Linked DNA regions of Mus musculus: all the other regions are linked to region 2. The links are chromatin contacts, called in public promoter capture Hi-C maps. All regions are on one chromosome and are shown on one strand. Each heading gives the region's core, a stretch centred on a gene start, on an enhancer-like site or on the middle of the called end of the contact. The rest is flanking DNA. Distances are from core to core; before and after follow the strand shown. Region 1 holds the start of Tbata (thymus, brain and testes associated). Region 2 holds the start of Nodal (nodal). Region 3 holds the start of Adamts14 (a disintegrin-like and metallopeptidase (reprolysin type) with thrombospondin type 1 motif, 14).

What was found. Promoter capture Hi-C pulls out the DNA fragments that hold promoters and counts their contacts.
Region 1: a promoter capture Hi-C map of liver shows a contact between it and region 2, with 4 times the contacts expected there. The contact joins the promoter of Tbata here to the promoter of Nodal in region 2. A contact is called at or near these places in 18 of 39 promoter capture datasets (the 3T3-L1 cell line, 3T3-L1-derived adipocytes, HPC-7-derived erythroid cells and 11 more), 1 of 484 Hi-C or Micro-C datasets (Kupffer cells), 5 of 115 datasets of contacts at active chromatin or transcription factors (embryonic hindbrain, embryonic stem cells and stem cell-derived neural progenitor cells) and 5 of 9 other capture datasets (adipose tissue, embryonic stem cells, liver and 2 more).
Region 3: a promoter capture Hi-C map of liver shows a contact between it and region 2, with 2.5 times the contacts expected there. The contact joins the promoter of Adamts14 here to the promoter of Nodal in region 2. A contact is called at or near these places in 8 of 39 promoter capture datasets (the 3T3-L1 cell line, cranial neural crest, embryonic stem cells and 4 more), 1 of 15 datasets of contacts at CTCF or cohesin (embryonic stem cells), 10 of 484 Hi-C or Micro-C datasets (brown adipocytes, cardiomyocytes, cortical glia and 5 more) and 2 of 115 datasets of contacts at active chromatin or transcription factors (both in embryonic stem cells).

Annotation. Positions count from the first base shown.
Region 1 is chr10:61,170,631-61,173,330 of GRCm38.p6, forward strand. It overlaps Tbata (thymus, brain and testes associated), which reads left to right and starts at 1,334. Exons shown (of 10, transcript NM_001017433.2): 1 at 1,334-1,402.
Region 2 is chr10:61,416,590-61,419,289 of GRCm38.p6, forward strand. It overlaps Nodal (nodal), which reads left to right and starts at 1,383. Exons shown (of 3, transcript NM_013611.5): 1 at 1,383-1,906. The coding sequence starts at 1,711.
Region 3 is chr10:61,272,100-61,274,799 of GRCm38.p6, forward strand. Adamts14 (a disintegrin-like and metallopeptidase (reprolysin type) with thrombospondin type 1 motif, 14) reads right to left here and starts at 1,320. Exons shown (of 22, transcript NM_001081127.2): 1 at 1,057-1,320. The coding sequence starts at 1,138.

The sequences.
Region 1 (2,700 bases), core at 84-2,583, 250 kb before region 2:
AACAATCTTTTAAAAATAATGATAAAACAAATGAGGATCTACCCAGCACACTGAGCTAATGACCCAAGAGTGTCAGGGAGCCAGCTAAATCTGTCCAGTGCTGATACTGTAGGTGTGACAACACTGTGACCCAGCTTTTCTGTTTGTTTTGTTTTTTTGACACGAGGGTTCTGGAGGTTGAACTCATGCCTTCACGCTTGCAGGGCAAACACTTTGCAGACGAAGCCATCTCCCCAGCCCCCCTCTTAGAGTATCTCCAGCATGCACATCATTAGGCACTCTACTCACAACAATCCATTTATTCTTCAGAGCAAGCCCGGAGTAGGCGACAGCACTCGTTCCCCAGCCCCAGCCTACACAGTAATCGGTAAGAGATCAGATTTGAAGCCACATAGTGTTGTAAGCACTTTCATGCGTGTTAAGTCGATTTCCAAGGGACAATAAGTGGGGACCCCATTTCAGCCCTACCAGACCTGAGCCCCTAAGAGTAATTAATACCCTACCCCGAGCCTGACCTCTTGAGCAAAATTTTGGAAAAAAAAATGCAGATATGCTAGAAAACTGTATATAATGTGCCTAACTGGTTAGATTTAGATGAAACTTGGGGAGATTGTAGAAAATAAGCATCCACTATTCCTATGAGATCAGGAACTTGGTTTTATAAACATTTATGTCATTCCTGTGTTAGCAGGAACTCTGATAGGACTAGAGGTATGAAGTTCAGAGCCTTTGGGTAGACTCTCTGAAATCACAACAGGATAAATGGCAGAATGGGATTTTAACAAGGTGCTTTGCGCTCCATACCCCTGGCAACACAGGCATTTTAGCTAACTGAAGACCTTAACCTTCCCTCCCTGCCAGCCCTTCAAGTGAAGCCACAGGGACCCACCAGATCCTATGATTGGGTTCCTCTTCTCTACCTAAGAAATAAATAGCTCCCTCAGGACTGATCCCAAGAATCAAAGCTCCCAAAGGCTCAACTATGCACAGCAGCATCGACCTCTGGCAAGCTGGCAAGACCTTGGACAGATTTTCACCTTCTGACTGGTTCGACTGGGTAGTTAACCTACTTGTGTGGGTCCGTACTGGAAGTGCTTGGATAAGAAGCAGAGGAGGAATTTCAAGGGATAAGAAAGAGTCCTCTGTGAGCTGTCTGCCTGCCCTACCCCCAACTCCCCAGGAAGGGGAAAGATGAACTCCACAGTGGTGGGGGAGAAAGGTGTTGGGCTATGTTCTGGAGTTGTGGGGAAGGGGTAACCTAGCAACCACTGGGCTCAGCATAGTCACAAAGCAACAGGTTTGCCCACAATTCCGACAAGCCTTACCCTTGATTAGTCTTCTTCTCCATCTTGGTCAGGCACCAGGGGCTTCTTGCTCATATGCTATAGTGGACATCTTCCTGGTGAGTTCAGGGCCCTCTCAGGAGGGTAGGGAATGAAATGGGATCTGGCTCCAGGTGACAACAAAGGAATTGTGGGGGGATAAGAGGGTTCCTGTGGTTACATTGGTGGCTCCCTTCAGATCTCTTGTAACTGACTATCAACGAGCCCAGGATCAGAGGCAGGGGAGGGCAGGGATGGGCTGCAGTGACCTCATCTGTCTCTCTTCCTAGGTCCTACTGACCCTTGTAGGTGGGTGTTGATTCTTAATCTTATTGAAGAATTTAATGGCTCATGTCTAACATTCATGAAGAAAAAAAATCAAGATGCAAGTATACTCGTACATCTTACATGTAGATACTGCTTCAGACTACTCCCATGACCACTGCAGACACATACAGGCACGGAGGCATGCACGCATGCAGACACACACACACACACACACACACACACACACACACACACGAATTTAGACCTAAGGAAAAATGGATTTCTTGCTGTTGTAATGGTCAAGAGTGTTTGAGAGTTTCTATTCTAAAGAGCACTTTTTCCTGTAGGCGGGTGGATGAGGGACTTTCAAATGCCCTGTCTTCAAGCATGAAACATCCAAGAACCCCAGCCCCTACCATCAATGATACATGCATGGAGTTTCCTGAAGAGGGAGCCCTGCTCACTCTTTTTAGACAACCGATCAGCAGCCTGTGAGCCAGATGACTATGCTGGCCCTTGACTGTGCAGCCTCAAATGAAGCCAACCCATCACCTACTACTAACCTGATGGTGGTGGCACCGAGGCATCTCAGAGAGCCTTGCATATCTGTGGTTCCAGCACCTTTCTCAGAACTCACTTGCACCAGGTCCCCAACGCTTGCATAGGGCCTGTAGATTTAACCATAATTCTGGCTTTGATATCTGTCGTCTTTCATCCATTTCTTTTCATTGGTTTACTTACAAATGCACTGAGCTGAGTAAGAGCCACCTGCTCAAGGACCACAGCACCACCACTAACTCATCTCCTGTGTGCTCTCCTCCTTGTCCCTAAAATGCCACTAGGGAAATGTCCTTAGTTATTTTATTGTTTGATCTCATGTTTGTGATAATTCTGTTTGCCTGGGAATTTGTGTGTGTGTTTGGGGGTGGATGTGTATGAGTTTAGGTATATGTATGTATGGGTGTGTATGAGTGTGTGGGTATGGTGTGTGGTTTTTTGATGTGTCTGTATGTGTAGATGAATGTGTGAGAATGAGTTTGTGTGTGTTTGTGTATGTGTATGGATGTATGTGTGTGGTGTGTGGTGTGTGTATGTGTGGCAATATATTGTG
Region 2 (2,700 bases), core at 133-2,632:
TGTGTCTCCCTCTGCTTCCAGCACCTGCTCATCCCGCAACTTGTGAGAGCGCCCAAGTGGGTAAAGTACCCAGCACATAGTAGGTGTTCAGTAAATGTTAGGCAGCTGCTAATGTGCTAGTTGGAGGCTTGAAGGGGGCAGGGTGGGGGTGGGGAGTAACTAAGAGAAAACTAGTCATGGAGGAGGAAAACATGGGGGCGGACTTTGGGACAGGAATTTACATTTCTTTAAAGGTAATTTCTATCCCGCCTTCCCTTTTGAAAACACAAAGGCTAGGATCTTTCCATCCTGCAAATTCTCTTCTCAATGGCTCCCTTCCTAAGAACTCAATCATTTATGCAGCGTGAAAGAATGACCACCCCTTGCCCTACCACCCCTTACCCTAAGCCTTACGCGTATGGCATATTTGTTACATTGAATTTCCTCATAAACAAGAAATATGACTGAGGACAGTTACTTTGAGAAAAACCAAAGACATTTAATTCTGTCTTGGGCAGACAAAGTCAGCAGGTCTGGAGAGTGACTGAGATGTCCCAGGGCTCTGCCCCGCAGGCAGGAGATGCAGCCAGCAAACCTCCAGCTTTTCTTTTCCACCTTCAAAAACTCCCATAGCAAGCAGGTAAGGACCTGTCACCCTCAAACCACCAAGAATCAAGATTCCCTATAGCTGGGCCTTCAGCTTCCAGTAATTATTCCCCTTGCTCCCCAGGAGGGCACTTTGGTATTTGAAGCTGGCATTTGTCACCAAGAACAAGGTCCCTAGAGCTCATCTTTTGTTTTGTTTTGTTTTGTTTTGTTTTTCGAGACAGGGTTTCTCTGTGTAGCCCTGGCTGTCCTGGAATTCACTCTGTAGACCAGGCTGACCTCGAACTCAGAAATTCACCTGTTGGGCTGGTGAGATGGCTCAGTGGGTAAGAGCACCCGACTGCTCTTCCGAAGGTCTGGAGTTCAAATCCCAGCAACCACATGGTGGCTCACAACCATCCGTAACGAGATCTGGCGCCCTCTTCTGGAGTGTCTGAAGACAGCTACAGTGTACTTACATATAATAAATAAATAAATCTTAAAAAAAAAGAAATTCACCTGTCTCTGCCTCCCGAGTGCTGGGATTAAAGGTGTGCGCCACCATACCCGGCTAATCTTTGTTCTTTCAAATTCTCAATAACCCCTAGTTACCTAGGGGCCTTGCCAATGAAGGATGTAGCTCAGGCTAGCCTGGTGCTACCCAGAAGAGAGGACTGGCCCCTAGCCCAGCACTCCCTACCTGTTTTTGGATGAACTGGAGAGGACCGCGAGGGGTCCAGAAGAGGCAGAGTAAGGAAGCCATTATTGTGGTTCTGGGGTTGAAGCCAGCCAGGGCTCCAACACACCTCTAGCTCATCAAGCTTCACTCGGAGCAAGCCTTAGCCCGCTGTCTCAGCAGGGAGACTTCCCGAGGTAGAGGGGCAAGGTGCGGGGCGGTTTAGACTCAGAGTCTGTATGCACCCCTAACTCCCCCCCCCCCCCCCCGCCACAATTTCTCTGTAGTCTTTCTCAGCACATCACACCTCCCCTCAGCAGGGGCTCCCCTGCCCTGCCCCTCCAGGGTGGTTATAAGTTCTTAACCTATAGGTTATAGGCCTCTCCGGAGGGAGGGAGGGAAAGGGGCGGGGCGGCGGCGGCTCAGATATAAGGGACCCTGGTGTTGTTTGCGGGTCCAAACAGCCCACCATGAGTGCCCACAGCCTCCGCATCCTTCTTCTTCAAGCCTGTTGGGCTCTACTCCACCCGCGCGCCCCGACCGCGGCCGCTTTGCCTCTGTGGACACGGGGGCAGCCCTCGTCACCGTCCCCTCTGGCGTACATGTTGAGCCTCTACCGAGACCCGCTGCCTCGGGCGGACATCATCCGCAGCCTCCAGGCGCAAGGTAGGCTGCAAGCCTGGCCTCGCCAGCACTTAAGGGCTCACGGCCGGGAGGCGCGCGATGGTTGCAGCGGGGACTGAGCATCAAGAATCGTCCAGAGACTGGGATTAATTGTTTCTCCGTGGGCAGGCTCAGCACAGCGCTAGTGGCGCGATCGGAATGGAACCAGGGGCCACCGCCTTTCCGGTCGGTCCTACCTCTAATGGTAGAGGGTAAAAAGGGTAGGGCGTGGGCCGGATTGCGCCACTGAGCACCTGCGAGTCTCAGTTTGCCCATCTGTAGTTTAGAAATCGTAAGACCTTTTTGATAGACTTATAGAAGGGACTAGGTGACAACGCCCCATCTCCCCCAGAAACGCTCTGCCCAGAACCGGGCGTAAAATAAAACAAGTCGTTACTGGTTTTATCCCGGTTGCAGCAAGTGACACCAGGAACTAGGGCTCAAAGATCCGAAATTAGAGATCGGGTGTAGAAAGTCCAGAACTCAGGCAACTCTCGTGGTTGGGCGGTGTCAGGTGTCCTTGGTGACCAACAGGCTCGGAACCTACTTGGATCGAGGTGTTCGTGTGTGTGTGTGTGTGTGTGTGTGTGTGTGTGTGTGTGTGTGTGTGTGTGTGTGTGTGTGTGTTTGACCCAGCGACCTGAGTGATGCTCACCAGAGTAGGCCGACAGGTGGGTGCCCAGGAGAGGGAGTTCGGACTCAGGACTACCTTCCTGGGCGCAATCAACATCTCGCCTCTTGGGCAGCTTGGCCAGCCCGCTCCTCTGTCCTCTGGGGCCAGACGGCCCTCCGCGGGA
Region 3 (2,700 bases), core at 70-2,569, 140 kb before region 2:
AGGAAAGATTTTTTTTAAAGCATCACAGTGGCTGTGAGATTTCTGCACTGTCCAGCCCCAAGCAGGATAAATATAGAGCTTCCAAAATAAAAAGAGACACAGGGGGTGACCTGCCCACTTGGGCTGACTTAAGTGTGAGGTCATGGCCCCAGGCTGTAGGCCATTTGCCAGTGGGCCCCATCCTCACCCGCCCCAGCTTTCTCCCTGTGAACGGCCAGTCAGAAAAGACAGCTCATTGGCTTCCAGGCCTGGTGATTCATGGACACAAGTTGGAAGGAGTTTTCACTCTCCACAGTTCCGTTTCTTGCCTCCTCAGCTCGCAGCACTGATAAAACACACACAAAGGAAGGATGCACCCTTGAGATCCCCCAGGACACTGTACTCGGAGTATGGTGCTCCTTTATCTCTTAGCTGGACAGCTAAGATTGCAGAACCCAAAACTGCGCAAGACCGGTCCCACTTGGGCACATGAACCCTGTTTGGAAATAACTAGAGCCTTTTCTTGTTTGCCTAAAAGCACCTGAAGGGTACCCGTGCTGTGAGATGTGTGTGGTATGTCTCTGCTCTCTTCCTGGGAGACGGTCTACAGTGTCTGAGGATGCTATGGAGGAGAATTAGGGTACAAACTTCTTACTGGTCAGAAGCAAGAGTGCCCACAGTTTTCTTCTATGGGAAGCAATCATCTGTTAGCCTGATTCTGTGTGAGACATCTTAGACATGCACACTCAGAGGCGCACGTGCAAACAATCCCACAAGTGGAGACAGGGCATTGAAAGATCAATGGCGGAGGGTTGGGGTGGTGAGGGGAAGGGTGGGTTGTGACTTTTCTTCACTGGAAGAGTTCCCAATCCTCTCCTGCAGGTCACACTACCTCCAGTGACAGGAAAGGGACAGGGATTACTAGAAGCAGCCAAAGCTAAGCAACTCAACCCACACCAGGCGCACCGCCTTCCACTCCCCTCGAACTCTGCCTGGTTGGCTCCTGCATCCAGGAGCCACTCTGGCCGCCAGCACCCCCAGAGACCCCACGTCCCCGCGCGCCCGGCCCGCACGCACCTGGGGTCTGACTGCCGGCGGCGGCACAGAGCGCGCAGTACCAGGGCAGCAGGCAGTGGAGCAGAGCTCGGAGCCAAGCCATGTGGCTGCGCGGGGACGGGGACCTCCAGGAGTCAGAGTCCCGGGACTGCCGGATCGCAGAGCAGCCGGCAGCCTCCGCCTCCTGCTGGCCCGTTCCCGGCCCCCCAGCACGGCGCCCTCACTGTTGGCTCCAGCGGCGGTAGCTCAGTCCGCCCGCGCTGTCCCGAGCCGCAGGGACTCGGCGAGCCGGGCTAGGGGCGCGGGGCGGGTACACGGGCGGGGCGGGGCGCGCGGCTCGGGCGGGGGGCGCGGGCGCCGGGGGCGGGGGCGGGCCTGGCGAGCTAAGGCATGCGGCCCGGATCGGAAGTGCCACGCGGAGCCCGCGCAGGGGCTCCCGGCGTACGGGGTGATCGTCCCTTCAGACGCCAGAGCTTTCCGGAGTCACGGCCTGATCCTCTTCCCATAGCCGCTCCTCCCCGTTTGCAGGCTCTGTGACTACTCCAGAGCCACCGCACCCAGGAGTGTCCCCATTGAATTTTGAAGGCGCAGATTGGGAGCTTCCCCCTCCCCTGTCAGGATGCCCAACTAGCTCCTGACCCCTTGAATCGTCCCACTTTGCAGATGATAGCGCTGTGGACTGTCAGGTCACAACGATATGAGGGGGTGGGGGGGCTGCAAGGCTTTACAGCCCAACTGCTCGTATGGAAATCCTGGTGCTGAGTCTCAGTTTCTTCATCTGTGGCATAATTGTTAACCACAGCACGCAAAAGATGAACACCCAGCGTGTCCACCCCTGTCACAGTACTGAGCACGGTAGTGCAAGGAACACAGCGTCCACAGGCTGAGCAGATGCTGTCTTGGCAGCTCGCTGAGAACAGTTCCACAGTCAGGGCCCAGAGCCCAACAGAAAACCCCATGTTCTTGCTTCACTTTACAAGTATGTCCTTAATAATTTGCAATGAGACTCGAATTCAAACTACTCACAGGTGGAAACTTAGAGCAGGGAGGATCTGATTGGCCTTGCTATTTTGATTTTGTTGTTGTGTTTAACTGTGGCTATGGCTTTGAAATGATGCTGGGGTCTGGGGTGGCCAGCTCATTTCTGAAGTCAGCTCAGAGAGCTGATACCCATTATACTCCAGGTAACATGGAAGCACTCAGTTAGAAATGTCACCAACCAACCACCAGATGAATAAATGTTAAGTCTTTCTCTTAAAGACCTGTGAGGTCATGACAAGGTGTGTGTGTGTGTGGGGGGGGCTGTGTGAAGCTGATGGGACAAGAAGTGGGTCAGTATTGAAGGAGAGTCAAGGAGAAGACCAGGCTGTAGGCTACAGAGGTTCATCCCCAGAGCTCTGCCAATCGAAGTGGTTCTAAGATAAGGGCTTGACTTCCCAGGACCTCAGTCTTCCAAGCTGTAAATTGGGAACAGATGTGGCAAGTGACATAAGGATAGCTCACTTGCTCCCTCCTGAGAAGCCATCCCAGAGAAGATTCCTTTAGAAAGCCCAGGCACCCTGGCCAGATTCCAGCAACTCCTTCCTGCCCCCAACAGAGCAAGCCCTGAAGAATAGACTTGTAGCTCCGACCCCCTGAGTCTGAGTCATGAGCTGTGAGCTGGGG